Regions from separate parts of the Mus musculus genome. Here regions 2 and 3 are each linked to region 1. Evidence: chromatin contacts called from public promoter capture Hi-C data. All regions are on one chromosome and are shown on one strand. Each heading gives the region's core, a stretch centred on a gene start, on an enhancer-like site or on the middle of the called end of the contact. The rest is flanking DNA. Distances are from core to core; before and after follow the strand shown.

What was found. Promoter capture Hi-C pulls out the DNA fragments that hold promoters and counts their contacts.
Region 2: a contact with region 1 is called in a promoter capture Hi-C map of pre-B cells, with 4 times the contacts expected there. The contact joins the promoter of Dnaja2 here to the promoter of Snx20 in region 1.
Region 3: a contact with region 1 is called in a promoter capture Hi-C map of pre-B cells, with 2.7 times the contacts expected there. The contact joins the promoter of Get3 here to the promoter of Snx20 in region 1. A contact is called at or near these places in 2 of 39 promoter capture datasets (cranial neural crest and pre-B cells).

Annotation. Positions count from the first base shown.
Region 1 is chr8:88,634,866-88,637,565 of GRCm38.p6, reverse strand. It overlaps Snx20 (sorting nexin 20), which reads left to right and starts at 1,438. Exons shown (of 4, transcript NM_027840.3): 1 at 1,438-1,580.
Region 2 is chr8:85,554,010-85,556,753 of GRCm38.p6, reverse strand. Dnaja2 (DnaJ heat shock protein family (Hsp40) member A2) reads left to right here and starts at 1,393. Exons shown (of 9, transcript NM_019794.5): 1 at 1,393-1,584. The coding sequence starts at 1,507.
Region 3 is chr8:85,023,845-85,026,544 of GRCm38.p6, reverse strand. It overlaps Get3 (guided entry of tail-anchored proteins factor 3, ATPase), which reads left to right and starts at 1,258. Exons shown (of 7, transcript NM_019652.2): 1 at 1,258-1,440; 2 at 2,220-2,367. The coding sequence starts at 1,280.

The DNA of each region.
Region 1 (2,700 bases), core at 189-2,688:
CTAGGCCCTCTGCCAGGCAACACGAGGCAGAGGCAAATGAGATCCGGCCCTTGCAGCTGGGACTGGCTAGCCAGAGGCACGCCATGCACAGTAGTTCTCTCAAGCTCTTGCCAAAACCAAATTCTTATGGATATGTGTGTTCTTGGTATGATAGTGATGGTGGTGCAGAGAGGCAGGATGTTGTACAGAGTCCTGAGCAGAAAGGCAAACGATGAGGATTTTAGTATGCCCTCAGTTGCCAGCCTCACACGCTCAGCATGACACCATTAAGTGTTCTGTACACCTTGACTCATCATAAGCTTCCTGAGGGCCTGTGGGGTTGAAGCAGATGCAAATGAGGGCGAAACCTCTGTGACAGTGAAAAGCAAGATTGATTTAGTTGAGCATGGTAGACAGCATCTATTCATCACAAGATCCTTTCAGTGCAAATGTGAGCCTCGGGAGGAAAAAGAGATTAAGAAGCACATGTACCCAAAGGAACCCTCTCGGCCTATCTTCAGCCATTAACGCAATTCGATAAAAGACAAAGAAGGCAATGGACTCCAACGGAGAAGAGATGGGTGGGAAATAAGCCTGTAAAATGTCTACCATAATTATCCTTTGTGGGACCCAGTGTTGTAAGCTATGAGGTGACACCCCTGCCCACACTGTAGAATGGCTTCAAGAAGTATTAGCCATGCCAAGGGTAGAGAAGGTACAGCCTGGCTCATTCACAGCCAGGGGAGTGCAAGATGTCCACCTGGGCCGTACCCTAGCCTATCCCATGACCTTTCTGTGTCAGGCACTGGCTCCGCATCCCACCAGCTCCATGCACCAAACCTCAGTTCTCCAGCTTGTCAACAGAACACGAAGGGCCCCATTATGCCTAGCTCATAGCTAGGATAATAACTATTAAAAGAATGTATCCCCAAATCCTCATGTTAGACTGAGATCCCTAACATAATGGGTTTGGGAGGTAGGGTCTTCTGAGAGTTGACTGTCATAAGGACAGTCTTCATAAAGGGATTTATGCTGTAACTGTGAAACTGGGGTGCATAAGGTAAGCTTTCTCTTGTCTGTCCACCTCCTACCATGGCATGTCACATGCGGCAGGACAGCCCTCACAGACACTACCAGTGTGCTCTTGCATGTTCCGGATCCAGAGCTATAAACTAAATAAACTTTCGTGTGTGTGATTTTTTTTCCTTCAGTTTATCGTCTTCTGTCATTGCCACAGAAAAGGACTAAAACAAAGGACTTTGAAATGAATTCTCCAAATGCCAGCTATCGTTCGGGTGTCTAATACGTATCAAGCTGCTTAAAGCTGCTGTGAAGTTAAACTGTCCTCCTGTTGGTGGCCTTGACCCACGTGGCCTGTATGATGTACTGCAGATATTTGTCTAGGAGGTTCAATGTACATCTTTCAGCAACCAATAAGCTGGGGCCCCTGAAGGAGATCACTCAGCCCATTTCCTGTTTTCAAAAGGAGAACTCAGGATTGCGGCAGACATTCAGCCATCTAGTTGGACCTTGCAAAAAGAGATCGGACTGGGGCATGTGACTCTCCTGGACCCCGAACCCACAAAGCCTGAAGATCCCAGGTCAGTCAGTGTTTGACCCCAAGCGTAGCTGGCTTCTGCGCCCTGAGACCCAGTGATGTCCTTGAGAGGCCCTCTAGGAACTCCCTGGGTACTGGTTAGGAGGGACCAAGGGTGGTGAGAGTATGGGCTGTCCTTAGAAACTGGGGCCAAACCCACCTCCAACCTCTAAGCCTGACTCCTTTTGCAATGCCAGGCACTGGTCCTGTTCCTGGGAACAAGTCCAGGCTTGTATTTCTCAAAGGGTGGACCCTGTAGCCGAGTAAGAATCCGGAGCCCACCCCAGCTCTGTCTGGGTGTTGTGGGGTAGGCAGCCTGCTTGCCTTAGAGCTCCTAACACTTCCTCTCCCCAGTCCCAGTGGGGATTCTGATGTGCACACCCAACTGAGAGCGCTTCCAGCGGCAAGCTCCACAGAGAAGCACCCAGGGGTCCCATGGTGCTCAGGGCAGGTGGAGCCTTGGCTGGCCCTTCAATGGAGACCTGAGGAGGCTGCCCTACAAAGAAAGGAGACTTAAACTCAAACTCCCGCAGCCAGGGCTGCCGCTCCCTGTCCTTCCTTTCCTTCCTTCCTCCTCCTCTTTGAATGGGTGCCTCTCAGTTCTTCTGTCTTATGGGCAAGGGCTTTTACTATATTCTACCAGATTTTCATTAGCCACCCCCCACAACCTTCCCCCTGCCCCCGAGAAAGGTGGCCTCGGCTCTACAAGTGGCCCTGTGTATGAAGGAGGAGGACTGAAGAGGGCAGGGCCCCTTGAAGTGGGGAACAAGAGCCAAGGCTCCCGGAAAATGAAGATTGTCATGCACAGAAGATAGTAAGGGGTGGAGGGGTGGGAGCCTGCGACTCTGCTCTGTCCTCTGGGCCAAGTCCAGTCCCAACATCTGCAGTGCTTTGTTCTGATGGCTAGAAATCTTTCCCACTGAGGGTGTGGAGTGATAAGGCAGCCCTCAGAACCCTCTGTCCCCAAGGAGCTTAGCAGCTGGGCGTAGTGGCGCAGGCCTTTGATCCCAGCACTTGGGAGGCAGAGGCAGGCAGATTTCTGAGTTCGAGGCCAGCCTGGTCTACAGAGTGAGTTCCAGGACAGCCAGGGCTATACAGAGAAACTCTGTCTCAAAAAACTAAAA
Region 2 (2,744 bases), core at 144-2,643, 3.1 Mb after region 1:
AAGGCAGAGCCAAGCTCCCAGCTTATACAATCTAATTTCAGGACTTACACTCTTGAATGATTAGGGGTCTTTGTAAAATTCAAAGTCAGAAGAAGGATGATCTGACTTCAACATCTGCCCCAGGGTTATTTTGGCTGATCTGGGTGTGTGGGTGAGTGTTCCCTCTTCTTCTTTGTATGTCCCTTCCTGAAACTGGGTATTTGATCAAGAAGAGAGGCTAATCTTTGGCAAAAGGGTATAAAATAGCTGTGGTCCCCTGCTAGAAACCTCCAAATAAGTCCTGGAAACCAGATAGATAAGCTATATTCTATTAAAGAATTTTGACTCACATGTGAGAACAGCATTCATGTCATAAATCATACTTATCAGGAAAACGAACATCAAATAAGACAGGAAGGTTCACCAGGTTATGAATTAAGGAAAACACTACAGGTTAAGGGGCATTTTGAATAGCAGAAGGAGCATCTAACTTCTCATGAGACTCTTCTGAGCGTTCAGGTTAAATTTCAGAAGTCTTAGCACGGCAGTGAAGGACCTCCAAAACTCGGTCAAGAAGAATAACAAGAAAGGTGTATCACCTCCACTGACAGACTTATGGCCAATGAGCAATTGTTTCCCAGTTCAGGTTTTCAACTGACCAGAAGTGTTTTACTATCGGAAAACCAGTTGGAAGGCAAGCTATACATTCTGGAATGTGGTAAAGCACAGAAATCTTTCAAGCTAAAGCAAAACGAAACTCGACTGACAGCCACCAAGTGCCGGCACGCTGCCATACTGTCTTATGCCAACCAAACCTTTGGCGTTAGCTAATTTTAAAGCTGTCAAGTGAGACACTTGAACACATGATCCCGGTGGAACAGGGTGACTTTGGTTTATCTGGATGCCCCGAAACCAACTGGGAATGTGTAAAAAAGATTTGTCCTTTCCTCCGATGTGACAGGATGGCTATGCCTTTAAAACCTCGTCTGCTAGGTATAAATCTGAGTATTTATGAATGAAATTGTTTCCCCTACGCAGAGGTGCTGAGGGGGAAGTTAAGGAGATGAAATGAGTTAGTGAAGGTGTTGATGAAATCACATCACGGGCGTAACTCGCTATTTGGGAACCTCACACACTCACACCCACGTGCTGTTTTTCACCGTGGCCCCGGGGGGACCACCCCGTGAGGATTCCACGCCGGCTTCTTTCCCTCAGGCCTCAGCCGCACCGAGAGTTCTTTATGAACGCCGCACACCGCTCCCCTCCACTCCGCGGTCGCTCGCGCGTCACGGAGCGGCGACAGGAAAGGGCCCCACCAGCCGCTCTCGGGCGCCCACCGCCCAACCCCGCCCCGCCCGGCCCCGGAGGCGGGGCCTTGTGGCGACGTCATGGCGCTGCGCCGGGTCAAAGTTCAGCCCCGCCTGCCTCCCCGCGCCGTCTCCTCGGCCTGCGCCGCCGCCGCTCGTGGTCCGGGTCGCGCTCCTTCCGCTCCGCCGCCTGCTTGCGAGTGCTGCCCGGCAGGCCGCCATGGCGAACGTGGCCGACACGAAGCTGTACGACATCCTGGGCGTCCCTCCCGGCGCTAGCGAGAACGAGCTGAAGAAGGTACTGGAGCGAGCCGGCCGGCGGGCGGGGCGAGGGCGCGGGGCCTGCGCGGTCTGGGCGGCCTGAGCCGGGCTGAGGCGCGGCGGCGGCGGGGGCGCAGTCGGCTCGGCTGACCTTGGGCCTCCGCCCGCCCGGCCCTGCGCAGACGCGGCCCGCCAGCTCGGCGCCCGGGGCCACCCGGAAAAACAGGTCGGACCGCGGTGCTCGCGCCGCCGGGCCGGGGAGGAGCTGACCGCCGGCGCCGGTGTGGGGCTGAGGGCCGCAGCCCCCGGCGCTGAGCAGGCTCCTCCCTCAGCCTCGCTCGCCCGGCAGCTGGAGCGGCGTGGGTCTGTTTGGAAGCATTGTTCTGTGGGCTGGAGATCTAAATACCCCGTGGCCGCTTCGGGGATGAGTCGTGTGCCCCAGCCAAACACCTGAGCGTGCACTCCCTAAAAATAAGACACGTCTTATTGTTGTCCTTTGTAGTAGTTCCAAATCATCTCGGGACTTGGGGTATTAATAAAGTCAGCATCTTCTCTGGCTGTCGGGATCCAATCCGCATTTGTAAACTGAGAAAAATAAGAATGTCCCGTAAGTACTGGGACTGGTAAAGTCCAAAGAAAAAGACTTCCTGTTACCCTACCGGAAATGGTAGGCTGTGTTATATAATTCATGAGTCTGTGTGAGGACTTACATGGTGCTTAACCACATCGCTTAATTGAAAGTATGTAGTTTCACCACCACCTAAGACCCCAGTTAGCCGACCGTGTGCGAGTAAAACATCACTTAGGACCTCCTGGGTGTCCTGTTAGAGGGCAGGCAGAGGAGCCAGCCAGCATGGGGAGAGATACTTGGTAGAAGTATCCTATGCTTAATTTGTAGTAGTGCTTGAGTTTCTGTAAAACGTAGTCACTCAATCTAAAATTTGTTTGGTTATTGTGGTCTCCTTGGTCTGGCTACTGGCCATCAAAGACATTTGATAATAGTTTGTAAAAAAAGAAAGAAAAAATGTTTCAGTATCTTCTTTGTTGTTTTATTTGTATTTTTCTTCAGTAACTTTGGGTATATTATTAGTAAATACTATTGAAGTGGAAAACGTTAAATAATAAGTGACATTTTTTGGAAGGCTGTAACTTTAGAACATTGCTTCTCAGAAAAGTGAATATCTTAAATTGTTTGCT
Region 3 (2,700 bases), core at 9-2,508, 3.6 Mb after region 1:
GATCTTGTTTGGAGCCTGTGTTTTCAATTGTCCCTTGGGAACTTGTGTGGCCCCTAACTAGGTCTACAAAGCATATCTAACTTGATACCTCCTATTAGAATGGAAGCATCTCCAGGTTTGACATCTGTCTCTGAAGTTAATCTCTTAGCTTGAAATAAAAATACCGCTGGCAGCGGGGCGTGGTGGCGCACGCCTTTAATCCCAGCACTCAGGAGGCAGAGGCAGGCGGATTTCTGAGTTCGAGGCCAGCCTGGTCTACAAAGTGAGTTCCAGGACAGCCAGGGCTACACAAAGAAACCCTGTCTCGAAAAACCAAAAAGAAAGAAAGAAAGAAAGAAAACCGCTGGCTGCGTGCAGCTAGACACTGCCTGAGATTAGTATTTAAAGAGGCTGGAGCACTAAAATGAAGCCGAACGTATTTCCAGGCTGAGAACCTAAGACTTAATGTTTTGAGCTGCGTACTGCATGAAGGGACTAAGGACCCTTGTATTCTTTCCCAAGGACAGGGACTCGATTAAAATTGCATTTGCTGAACTTGGAGCACACCCAGAGAGAAAGCAGAGTGCCAAGCGCAATAAGAGTTTCAGAAATTAAAGTTCTTTCTACAAGGACGACTTGTTGCAGGAATCATTCCTGCCCAACATGGGAGTTCCGGGAACACAGGGGGAAAGTCTGCATACTCTGCAGCAAATGGAGTCTTTTAATCGACCCTCAGCCAAATAACCAGTTCGTTCGTAATTGGTTTGCGACAGAAACCATGTGGCTCACAACCAACTGGGTAACTGGAGGACCGGAAGAGATGTTGAGGTCCAACACAGAAAGTAAGGGGGAAATGATAATCAGGAAACTGAGCCTATGGAATCAAGAGCTACCTCTGCTCTAACTTCACGCAAAAAGCTTGGCCAGGATGTTTGCCTGGTTGCTAAGGAGAGGTTGACGCCTGCAGGGACTTGAGCGTGACTAGTGGAAGTAAGACAAGATTCATCCAATGAAAAGAGTGCCGCAAGACTCAGGGCCCAATCAGTGAAGAGCAGTAGTCTGGGTCATACCAATATGTCCGCGAGACAGGGGAATCCTTAGAAAACTACAGACAAAAGTTCACAAAGGTGAGCCCTTGACTCATAAAATGGTGAAAAGATAGCGCTCATTATCTCCAAATGTCAATGCAGGAGTAAAATAAGTCAGACTTCCAGCCTGTACAGGGCTGTGGCAGACTCATTTCCCCTGTACGTATTTAGCACGTGGTGCGCCCCGATTAATCACGTGAGCCGGGTCCAAGATGGCGGCGGGGGTGGCCGGGTGGGGGGTTGAAGCAGAAGAGTTCGAGGATGCACCTGATGTGGAGCCGCTGGAACCCACGCTTAGCAATATCATCGAGCAGCGTAGCCTTAAGTGGATCTTCGTCGGGGGCAAGGGTGGCGTTGGTAAGACCACCTGCAGGTAAGGAGACTCTAGCGGGGCCCAGAGGACGGGTGGGATGTACCACTGGACCAAAGGGAGGACAGGGACCGGCTTTCTCTTCCCGAGCGGGGCAAAGCGAACTGAGCATGGCTCTACGGGGTTGTTTCTCTCTGGAAATTACTGCAGCCTGCTGAAGATACCTCCTGAATGCAAGCCTAGCATCCTGGGTTGGATCATCTCTCTTTGGGTCTTGTGAATTCAGCGTGTGGGATGTGCAGAGGAACACGTAAATCCCGCAGCCCGCCGGACAGTACCCCCCCCACCCTCCCCCAGGGAGTTCAGAGTAGAGGGAGCGACACTAAGGCAAGCTGTCTTAGTATAACAGACTTCTATTTGATGCCAGAGAGGGAAGAAGTAAAACGGAGTGGAAAGGGCACGTGATTATGGTGCCTCGGTTCGTTGAGAGGTGAAGTACATTGTCCTGAACAAGTAGAGGGAGGGAGGGAAAGCATTCTGCCTGCTGGACAGCTGGTTTGTGCCACTGAGTGCCAAAAAGGGAGGGGAAAAAAAAGCAGAAACAGGCATTCAAAAAGATCCTATCAGTCAGCTGAATATTGCACACCAGTCCTATCGGAATCGAAGTCAGGTGGTGATTTCTTCAAGGATTAAGTAAGGCTTGATCTCACTGGGACCTATACATTGGTCATAAGGTCCTTGCAGATCCAGGTTTCTGTGGCCTGACCTTGCAGATCCTGCTACAAACACCACTACCAAAACTGACTCCTCACTCCTCATCTTCTCACGTTTCTTTTTCGCAGCTGCAGCCTGGCAGTCCAGCTGTCGAAGGGACGTGAGAGTGTTCTGATCATTTCCACAGACCCAGCTCACAACATCTCAGATGCTTTTGACCAGAAGTTCTCCAAGGTGCCTACCAAGGTCAAAGGCTATGACAACCTCTTTGCTATGGTAAGTAAAGCTGGCCTCAGCTCTGCCTGAGGTCCCCATAAGGCAGATCTTGTTTTAGTGACAGGTGTTTTACCCAGAGTGCATTCTTGGTACCCATGGAGGCCAGATGAGGGCATCAGATCCCCTGGGACTGGACTTACAGATGGCTGTGAGCCACCATCTGGGTGCTGGGAATCCAGCCCAGATCCACTACAAGAGCAGCCAGTACTCTGAACACCAAGCCATCTCTCCGGCCCCAACCATAAGGCCTTTTGAGGACGTACCTACCAGCAGCCACCAGGCCAATCATAGTCTACATACTCATCTCTAGGCGTCACACCCCCAACATACACC